Regions from separate parts of the Bos taurus genome. Here region 1 is linked to region 2. A link is a contact called in public Hi-C data. All regions are on one chromosome and are shown on one strand. The core of a region is the stretch at or near the end of the contact, and the rest is flanking DNA. Distances in the headings are between cores, read along the strand shown.

Region 1 (4,432 bases), core at 1,138-3,637, 440 kb after region 2:
GAGACGGCATAATTTGAAATCTCATCATTTCAGGTAAAATGTTTCCCTGAGGGAAGGGGGTTGGAGGAGGAACTTAAACCATCTGCTTCCTTCTGGTCACCCAGACAAGAAAGGTGACTTTCACTCTGACTTTCCATCTCCTCCAGCATCCTAGAACCCACCACCACCCACCCCCAGCCAAAGGCTAGGATGCCTGTCACCCACCCGTTGACATTCCATTAAAAATTGGGACTAACAACAGGTTCTGGAACACTGCGTCATAACTCAGCAGGTGTGGGATCAACCTGGACAAAAGGACAGAACGCTCAGCCACTGCCAGGTGGTTAAGCAAGGGCTTTGCAGAGCTGTTTGGCTGACAGCACACAGACCGATCTGTGCTCATGTAATGGGGCAAAGATGAAGCAGGTGCCCTAGTGTCCTCCTGACACGGCAAGTTGCCAGCCTCTGCTAAATACACACACCCACACACACAAACACACACTCATGACCTCCAGTGTCCCTGAAAAGATGGCACATCTCACCATCAGTGCAGGCTCCCCGCAGCCAGACACGCATGCATGCACGCTACATTGTTTTAGTCGCGTCCGAGTCTTTGCGATCCTGTGGACCGTAACCTGCCAGGCTCCTCTGTCTGTGGGATTCTCCAGGCAAGAATACTGGAGTGGGTTGCTGTGCCCTCTGCCGGGGGATCTTCCCGACCCAGGGATTGAACCCGCATGTCATGTCTCCTGAATTAGCAGGCAGGCTCTTTACCACTCGCTCCACCTAGGAAGCCCCACAGCCAGAGATGCCTGGCTCCAATTCCAGCAAGCGGTACTCACTCCTGAGCCTCAAGCTCCTCTTCTGTAAAGTGAAGCTAGTAATACCTCCTTGAGGGGCTGAGCCCATGCATATAAAACTTCAGACTCAGAGTAAGCACTTCATAACTTGAATCCAGAACAATCCCAGATTGTCAGCAGCAGCAGTTTTCACATTGGCTTGGTGCTAAAGACAATAATATAGCCACTGCGGACAAAGCAGTTTTTATGAACCAGGTGTGTTCCATGCATTATCTCATCTCGACTCACACTAGGCCTGCGAGTTGGGTAGATATTGGGATCCTCATTTTACAAATAAGGATTCTGAGGCTTAGAGAAGTTAAGACGCTTGCCCAGAGTCACACAGTCAGCGGTAAAGAGATAGCTAACACCGAGGTAATCCGCGCTTCAGTGCCAGCCCTGAAGCATGCTCCCTTCACAGGGCTGTGCCGCCTCTTGATGCAGTTAGCACAAGCCGAGCTCTGCTCTCTTTAAAAGACAATACAGAGTGCCAAGTGATTACGCAGAGGGCTGCAGCCTTGCACGTGTGTGTGTGTGCATGTGTGCGTGCACGTGCCCTTGGCCAAGGGCCACACTTTTAGCCCGCATACTGGTCTGCCAAAAGCCCATGTTCAAATCCCACCTATTGAAAAGCTCATCTCCGCTTTGGCAGGACAGGCCCTGAAAAAATGTCGGAAATAAACAAGGGCCATTCAAAAGAACTGAACTGCATTCAAATGGGAAATTCCTTCACAGGAATAAAACTTCAGAAACCAAACAACCAAAGCCCTCAGAAAACATCGGTAATGATCCATTAATTTTAAGTCATTAGAAACGGAGAGCAAGAAGTAAATCCAGTTTCTGCATGGGTATCCTCACCCCTTCTCTGAGGGAAGTGCTCACAAGCCTGAAAGGGTTGGCTTGAATAGAGAGGTCACCTCCTGGGGAGCCAGTGGGTGAAATACACTGGAAATGTGCCTGAGGGACAAGCATTTTTTAACACACAGGCTCACAATGATGAAAAGCACCCTTCTGGGGACTTCCCTCCTGGTCCAGTGGTTGAGACGCTGAGCTTCCAGTACAGGGGGCACAGGTTCGATCCCTGGTGGGGGAACTAAGATCCCACATGCCTTGAGTTGAGCCAAAATACTTTTTAAAATAAATAAATTTTATTTTTTTAAAAGCACTCTTCTGCTCTTTATCCCTCCACACCCGCTTCAGTTTCTCAAATATGGAGACTCCTTTTGAGCTTTTCCTTCTTGGCAATGCCACACTTGTTAGGAAACCAGTATCCTGGAAACCGAAGTGGCCTTGGATGTTGTTCTCTGCTGTGGCAGACCAAACTTTCCTTGCTGAATCAGACCCCATAATATATCAACTCTGAGTCACACATCAGCAGAGGAGCCACTATTAGGAAGAGAGAGAGTGCCGTGATATTTATCAGTGACTAAATCGGAGCAAATAACGAGTGTTGCCTAATCACAGGGCATGTTCACATACATGACCTTCCTACGAAGTAAGGTCATAGCTTTGCAGCTCTCAGGATGGTTTCTAACTGTCAATATTTATAGAACCAGGCACTTACCAACACACGCCAGGAGAGCTGGATGTCTCCAAGGATGAGTCATGCCAAATGAAGTCTTCTATCTCGGGGTCACTGCTCCATCCTCACTGACTAGTCATGGGATTATTGAAAAGCACATGCAGGATTGCGGGCCCTGTTCAGTTCTCTGGAAGAACCGACATTTATGAAATTGAAGCCTAGGAGGAGAGGATGTGGGTTTAAAAGTATATTCTGTGCTCAGTTGTTCAGGCACGTCTGACTCTTTGAGACCCCATGGACCGTAGCCCACCAGGATTCTGTCCACGGGATTCTCCAGGCAAGAATGCTGGAGTGAGTTGACATGCCCTCCTCCAGGGGATCTTCCCGACCTAGAGATCAAACCTGCATTTCCTGCTTTGGAGGCAGATTCTTTACCACTGAGCCACTGGGGAAGCCCTAAAAACGTAAAGGGCTATCTTTTTTTTTTTTTTTAATCTGCTAGCTAATAAATATAGCTCTGGGTCTAGGGGGAAGTGGCAGAGAGATGGCACCAAGACCCAAGTCAGCCTCCGCTTGCAGCAAGATACGTGATAAGTAGCCTGAGTGGTGTCAAAGCCATGGCTGGAAAAGTCACCTGCATCACGCAAGACACACACCAAGGAAGGTGGTGCCACTTGGCTTCGAGGGAGACTGGCCACAGTCTTGGGTATTTGGGGGTTCTTTAAGGTTATTTATTTATTCATCTTTGCTGCTGTGTGCAGGCTTTCTCTAGTTGCAGTGAGCAAGGGCTGCTCTTGGTTTTGGTTTGCAGGCTTCTCATTGAGGCAGCTTCTCCTGTTGCAGAGCGCAGAGTCTGGAGCACCAGCTCAGTGGTTGTCAGAAGTTGTGGTGCACAGGCTTAGTTGCCCTGCAGCCTGTGGGATCCTTCCAGACCAGGGATCAAACCCAGGTCCCCTGCATCTTAACCACTGGACCACCAATCCCCAGCTTGGATATTTGAGTAAGCAAAGTAGACCTGTGTGCTCAACCAGTCCAGATAGAAACCCTTGGCTCCATTCAAGCAATGGCAGATCATTTCTTTGGGTTTTGAAAGCTTAGTTGTTCATGAATCACTCATTTAAAATGCCAGTAACCTCTGGGACTTCCCTGGAAGTCCAGTGGTTAAGACTTCACCTTTCAACGCAGAGGGTAAGGGTTCAGTTTCCTGGTCAGGGAGCTAAGATCCTATATCCCTCTCAGCCAAAAAAAAAAAACCAAAATGTAAAAGAGAAACAATATTGTAACAACAATAAAGACTTTAAAAAAGACATCAAAAAAATCTGAAATATAGATAACCTCCGGAGTTGCCTCTTGTTTATCAAGTAGGGGGATTATGCTCGGTGAGAAGCAGGAAGCAAGAAAAAGAGGGCAAGGATGGAGGGCAAGCCAAGGAAGGAGGGCACTGCAGGAGGAAGTGGGGTGGGGAGAGCCCAGGACATGCAGGACATGACTATTCTGGAAGATGTTCATTTGTCTGTACACAGAAAAGAAAAGCAGCTTCAACCTAAATGTCCGTCGACAGAGGAATGGATAAAGATGTGGTATGTGTATACAATGGAATATTACCCAGCCGTAAAAAGAATGAAATAATGCCATTTGCAGCAACATGGATGGATCTAAAGAATGTCACACTGAGTCATACTAAGTCAGACCGAGAGGGAGAAGTATTGTGTGGAATCCCTTATTTGTGGAAATGATACAAATGGACTTAAAAAAGAGAGAGAGACCCACAGACTTAGAAAGCAAACTTATGGTTGCCGGCAGGGAATGGCTACGTAGGGAGTTTGGGAAGGTCATGTACACACTGCTGTATTCAAAATGAATAATCAACAAGGACATACTGTATAGCACATGGAAGTCTACCCATAGTATGTGCCAGCCTGGATGGGAAGGGGGTTGGGGGAGAATGGATACATGTATGTGTATGGCTGAGTCCCTTTGCTGTTCACCTGAGACTGCCACAACATTGCTAATCAGCTATACCCCAATACAAAATAACAAGTTTAAAGTTTGAAAAAAAAAAAAGAAAGGAAGCTTCTTTCACATCAACGTT
Region 2 (4,744 bases), core at 1,423-3,922:
CAATGTTGATATGTAGCCCCATCAAGGTGTAGGTCCGGAGAAGGCAATGGCACCCACTCCAGTACTCTTGCCTGGAAAGTCCCATGGATGGAGGAGCCTGGTAGGCTTCAGTCCATGGGGTCACTAAGAGTCGGACACGACTGAGCGACTTCACTTTCACTTTTCACTTTCATGCATTGGAGAAGGAAATGGCAACCCACTCCAGTGTTCTTGCCTGGAGAATCCAAGGGACAGAGGAGCCTGGTGGGCTGCTGTCTATGGGGTCGCACAGAGTTGGACACGACTGAAGTGACTTAGCAGCAGCAGCAGCAGCAAGGTGCAGGTTATCTGTATTGTTTCCACCAGTCGGTCTCCTTGTCTGCAGCTGCCCTTCCTTTTCACCAAGACCAGATGTTGATGACTGATGCAGTCTCACTTGCTAACTGCAAAGATCTGTCCTTCTAAATTTTCTCCTGGGACTTCCCTGGTGATCCAGTGGTTAAGATTTCACCTCCCATTGCAGTGGGGGCAGGTTCAATTCCTAGTCACAGCAGCTGAGATCCCACATGCCTCTTAGCCAAGAAAACAAAACATAAAAACAGAAACAACATTGCAACAAATTCAATAAAGACTTTACAAATGGTCCACATCGAAGAGAACGCTTTAAAAAACAATAAAGTAAATTCTCTTATGAATTCTGTCTGGTGAAGTTCTCTATGTGCTAACAGCAACAGCAGTTGAGGTGTACCCATCACTTTCATGCCAGGCACTTAGCCAAATCCACTGCAAACTTCCTCTTATTTAAGCCTTAGGGTATTTCTTAAACTAACTGGCATGGTGTCCATTTTCCAGATGAGGAAACTGAGGCTTCCAGAAAATAAAATCCTGCTCGAAATCACACAGCGCTCAAGTGGCAGAGGCTAGGTGGATACTCAGGAGGTTGGACCTCAAAATCTTTGCTCTGAATTGTAGCCACCAGGCTTGGCCAGCTTCACAGCATCTCAGCCCATGGGGGATGTATGGAGTTTGGCAAAAGGGAAGAAAAGGATGAGAAAACTGATTCTGGATGTACAAGCTCTGGGTGAGGGTTAACACATCTTTTTTCCACTGCCTTATACACAGTTATGCTATTTTCCCGCTTGGCTCTCAAGGGAAAGAGAGTGAGAGTCTAGTTCAAGGCGGTCTCAGCACCACCCAGGTTCTCTGTCTCTGGCCCTGTGGTGACTGCTGGGCTCCCTTGCTGCCTTTCCAGTCCTACCAGGGGACAAGTGCAGTCTGGGGACCATGGGCTCCTGCTGATCCAAGTGGAGTGCAGACCAGAGAGCTCTTCTGTGGGTACCCAGTGAAGCAAGGAGGAGAGAGATGTGGGTGCAGATGACCCCCGCCCCGACCCCACCCGGAGTTGAATTTCATCCTTACTGCTCACATCCACACTGCCCATAGCCTCAATGGTCCTTGGGCTTCACATTCCACTGGACAGGGCACTGCACTTGGCAAAGAGGACCATGGTCTAACCCCTGGACTGACCCCGGAGGAGAGCAGGCAGTCATGCTGAGAAAGACACAGACCTGGGCAGTGAGACCAGTTCTTAGCCCTGACACCAACTTGGCTGTACCAGCAGAGTCATTCAACTTCTCTGGATTTCGTATTTCTCATTCTCAAAATGAATGAGGAGCTTGGGTTTCACTCAGTCTCTAAAAATTCCTTTCAGTGCTAAGACCCAGTGATTCTAAATGTCTCCCCTCCTGGGCAGCCCCATTTCCATTCTTTTCCTGTGAACCAGGGGACCTTCTTCAGTGGGGATGATGGCCGAGTTCCCAGGAGGCTGTGCACCAAGGGCACAGGGATTATAGAACAGAAGGGGGATTGTTCCATCCACTGGCAGGAGGAAGTGGCATCCTCCACAGCCCTGCTCAGAGGCAGATTTCAGAGCCACAAAACTCTCAGGGCTCTCAGTGCATTTCCAGAGGACCAGACCTACGACCTCCCCGGGAGCTGGTGATGAAAGGCGCCCCTCCACGGTGGAGACTGATGCTCACACAAGCGGAAGTGGCTTTTCCCCCAAATCCTCCAACATCGTCACTCATGATTAAGTGAACTTAATAACAATGCCCCTCCCCACCAACCAAATGACTTCTCTCCAAATTTACGATGTTCCAACTATTGACCGTGATTAACTGCTATAGCCACTGCATAACAATCTGGAGGGTTATTGTGCAGGGGAAGCTCCTTGAACTTCAAGGAGCTCTGCTCACTTTTCAGAAAGAGAGAAGGCAGGGGTGTTAGCTGGAGGCTCTCTTATCCACTTGGCTATTTGTTGTTGTTGTTCAGTCGCTCAGTTGTGTCTGACTCTTCGCAAACCCATGGACTGCAACATGCCAGGCTTCCCTGTCCTTCATTAGCTCCTGGAGCTTGCTCAAACTCATGTTCATTGAGTCGGTAATGACATCCAACTATCTCACCCTCTGTTGCCCCCTTTTCCTCTTGCCTTCAATCTTTTCCAGCACCAGGGTCTTGGCTATGGTATTCTTCAAAGTAAAATATTCCAGGATGAAAGTGGAGATCAAGTTACCAGATCAGCAAATAATGACGTGGGGAAAATGAGGAAATAGGTATCACGTGGGCAGTGGTTGACACATCTTTCTTATCTGTGGCTCTCAGCATGCAGGGGCTGCTCAAGGTCACTGCCCACAAGGTCTGGCTGACTTTCTTAAAGCAAGATCAGAGAGCAAATCACAAATGGAGGCAAATTTCAGCTGGGTCTTTCAACCAGCCATTTTGCTCTATGAAAGGTCACAAGGTCACAGGGTAATTGGAGGGTTTGGATAAGCTGGTGAGGGAATAAAGGCTTTTCCCAGGGATGATAAAAGCAGAGAAACAGCTCTCTGCCCTAAACTGGCTGCCCTGTTTCTTCAAAAATAGGTTCTCTAACGTGGAGAAGCAGAAATCGAAACCTTCCTAAATCCCCCTCGAATGTTTGGAACGGAACAAAAACACCTATTTCATGAAAAAAAAATTACATTTTGAAAGATTCCAGCAACAGGAGGCACCAGCTGCTGGGTCATCTAAGTGTTTTTGGAAAAGGAAAAGAACCATTCGGCATGAAAGATTCAGGAATGTCTGTTGACATATTAAGGAAACAACCTCAGGGGACAGCTGACAAGGCTCCAAGAAGCATTACCAAGGGATCAGTGACGCAAACGCGTTCCGTTTTTACAGGCGGGCCGGCTGCCAGGCTCCCTCGCCGGGCGGCTGATGTAATGCTAATCCCTCTCTGGGTTAGCGTTGCTTGGATATCAACTCAAGCGGCTCAGTCAGCTGCAATCAATAGCAAGCTCCTTTTATAGAAGATAGTAAAGGAAAAAATATGTATACAGAGAGTGAGACAGAACCCCAGATTCTGGTGTGCTGAAAACCTATACATTGTGTCAAAAACGAGGGAGGCAAAGGAAGGAAAGACCAACACAAAGCTAAGCAGCACCTAAAAATGCATTCAGGTGTCTTTCCATAGAATAAGGCCAGTTGTCGACAAAAGATACTATTATTTCATACTATTAGTTTTTTTAAAGCATAACTAAGGAATATGCCTAATTCCCAGCTGAGCTAAATGAAGATGGAAGAAAACAGAAGACATTAGGTGGGAATGTGAAAATAATGATTTTTTTCATTATCGAATAAATGGGCTGATTCCTTTTAAAACCTCTGCGTAAAATACTGCTTTTGAAAAATTCTATCTTCAAGACCACTGCTTTTCAATTATTTTAGAATAAATAATAAGATGAATTATGCAAATTTTAATCAGCCTTGGATTGAATGCTTATGTCAAGTGTCCTCTATAATGGGCTAAGGGGCCACTTTTGCATTTTCTCTTTCTCAGGCACGGCAATTTTAACTGTCCAAGAGTGATAAAGAAGAACCCATTTTAAAAGCTCAGTTCAATTATGCACATTCTTCTTTATTTTCTAGGTCATACTTAGATGGAAGGAACTGATGTGAAATCTTACACAGAAGACCAACAGCAAAAGCTTCCCTCATTCCAAGACTTTCAGAGTCTAAATAATAATAAAAATGGGGGTGGGGTGAAAGGGAAGGATGAGCACCAATGGAGATAGAGTTGTTTTTTAATAATAATGAGATGAATATAATGATGATGATACAGCACTTTAGACTCAGGAATCAAGTCCACTCGGATGGCAGTGACGTGATAGCAATGACACACGATTCACCCTTGACATATTTAAAACACTTTCCTTCTAAGATAGTGAAGCTTTTTTTTTCCCAACCCAAAGGAAATTTAAGCTCTGGGGAGTCAATAAGCCTCATGAATTTATATGAAAAGTTTATGGCTATATACGTATTTTTCTGGAAGTCTCCCACCTTTCATTAGATTTTCAGAAAAGTCCAAAAGCTCCTCCAGTGTGAAAACTGATGAATTCTAAGGAGTTAAACATCCTTCAGGAATTTGATCTCAATTATCCTTTAGCTCCCAGGGAGATCATTTATTTACAGGTAAAGAAAGTGGGAAATTGAGAGGCTAAGTTGATTGCCCAAGGTCATGAAGTGGTCTATTATTATCAGTGACACTAAGATCAGATGGTCCCCTTGTATGAGTTTCTGTGGCATGTCCATTAGTCAGGAATGTTCCTTTAGAGCACTGCTTACAAGGGAAGGACCAGAGGAAGCTTGGGATGCCTGCTGATGAGGTCAATTTCAACTCAACTGACACCGCCCCTCCCCCCCATCCTTTCCCATGCCCGCCCACTCT

The links. Hi-C and Micro-C count contacts between places; a contact is called where the count stands out from the background.
Region 1: a contact with region 2 is called in a Hi-C map of liver, with 3 times the contacts expected there. The contact joins two enhancer-like sites. A contact is called at or near these places in 2 of 11 Hi-C or Micro-C datasets (liver and skeletal muscle).

The regions. Positions count from the first base shown.
Region 1 is chr28:7,753,149-7,757,580 of ARS-UCD2.0, forward strand. It overlaps LOC132344120 (a long non-coding RNA gene), which reads left to right. Exons shown (of 3, transcript XR_009493234.1): 2 at 1-4,432. Among named protein-coding and RNA genes, the nearest start is that of MIR2402, 81 kb to the right of the region's middle. Within about 2 kb of position 2,388, at least 18 of the 102 cell types and tissues checked have an H3K27ac peak or open chromatin away from gene starts, as enhancers often do. A contact at or near this core is called in liver and skeletal muscle, where this site is marked.
Region 2 is chr28:7,310,774-7,315,517 of ARS-UCD2.0, forward strand. No RefSeq gene overlaps it. Among named protein-coding and RNA genes, the nearest start is that of TARBP1, 44 kb to the left of the region's middle. Within about 2 kb of position 2,673, at least 51 of the 102 cell types and tissues checked have an H3K27ac peak or open chromatin away from gene starts, as enhancers often do. A contact at or near this core is called in liver and skeletal muscle, where this site is marked.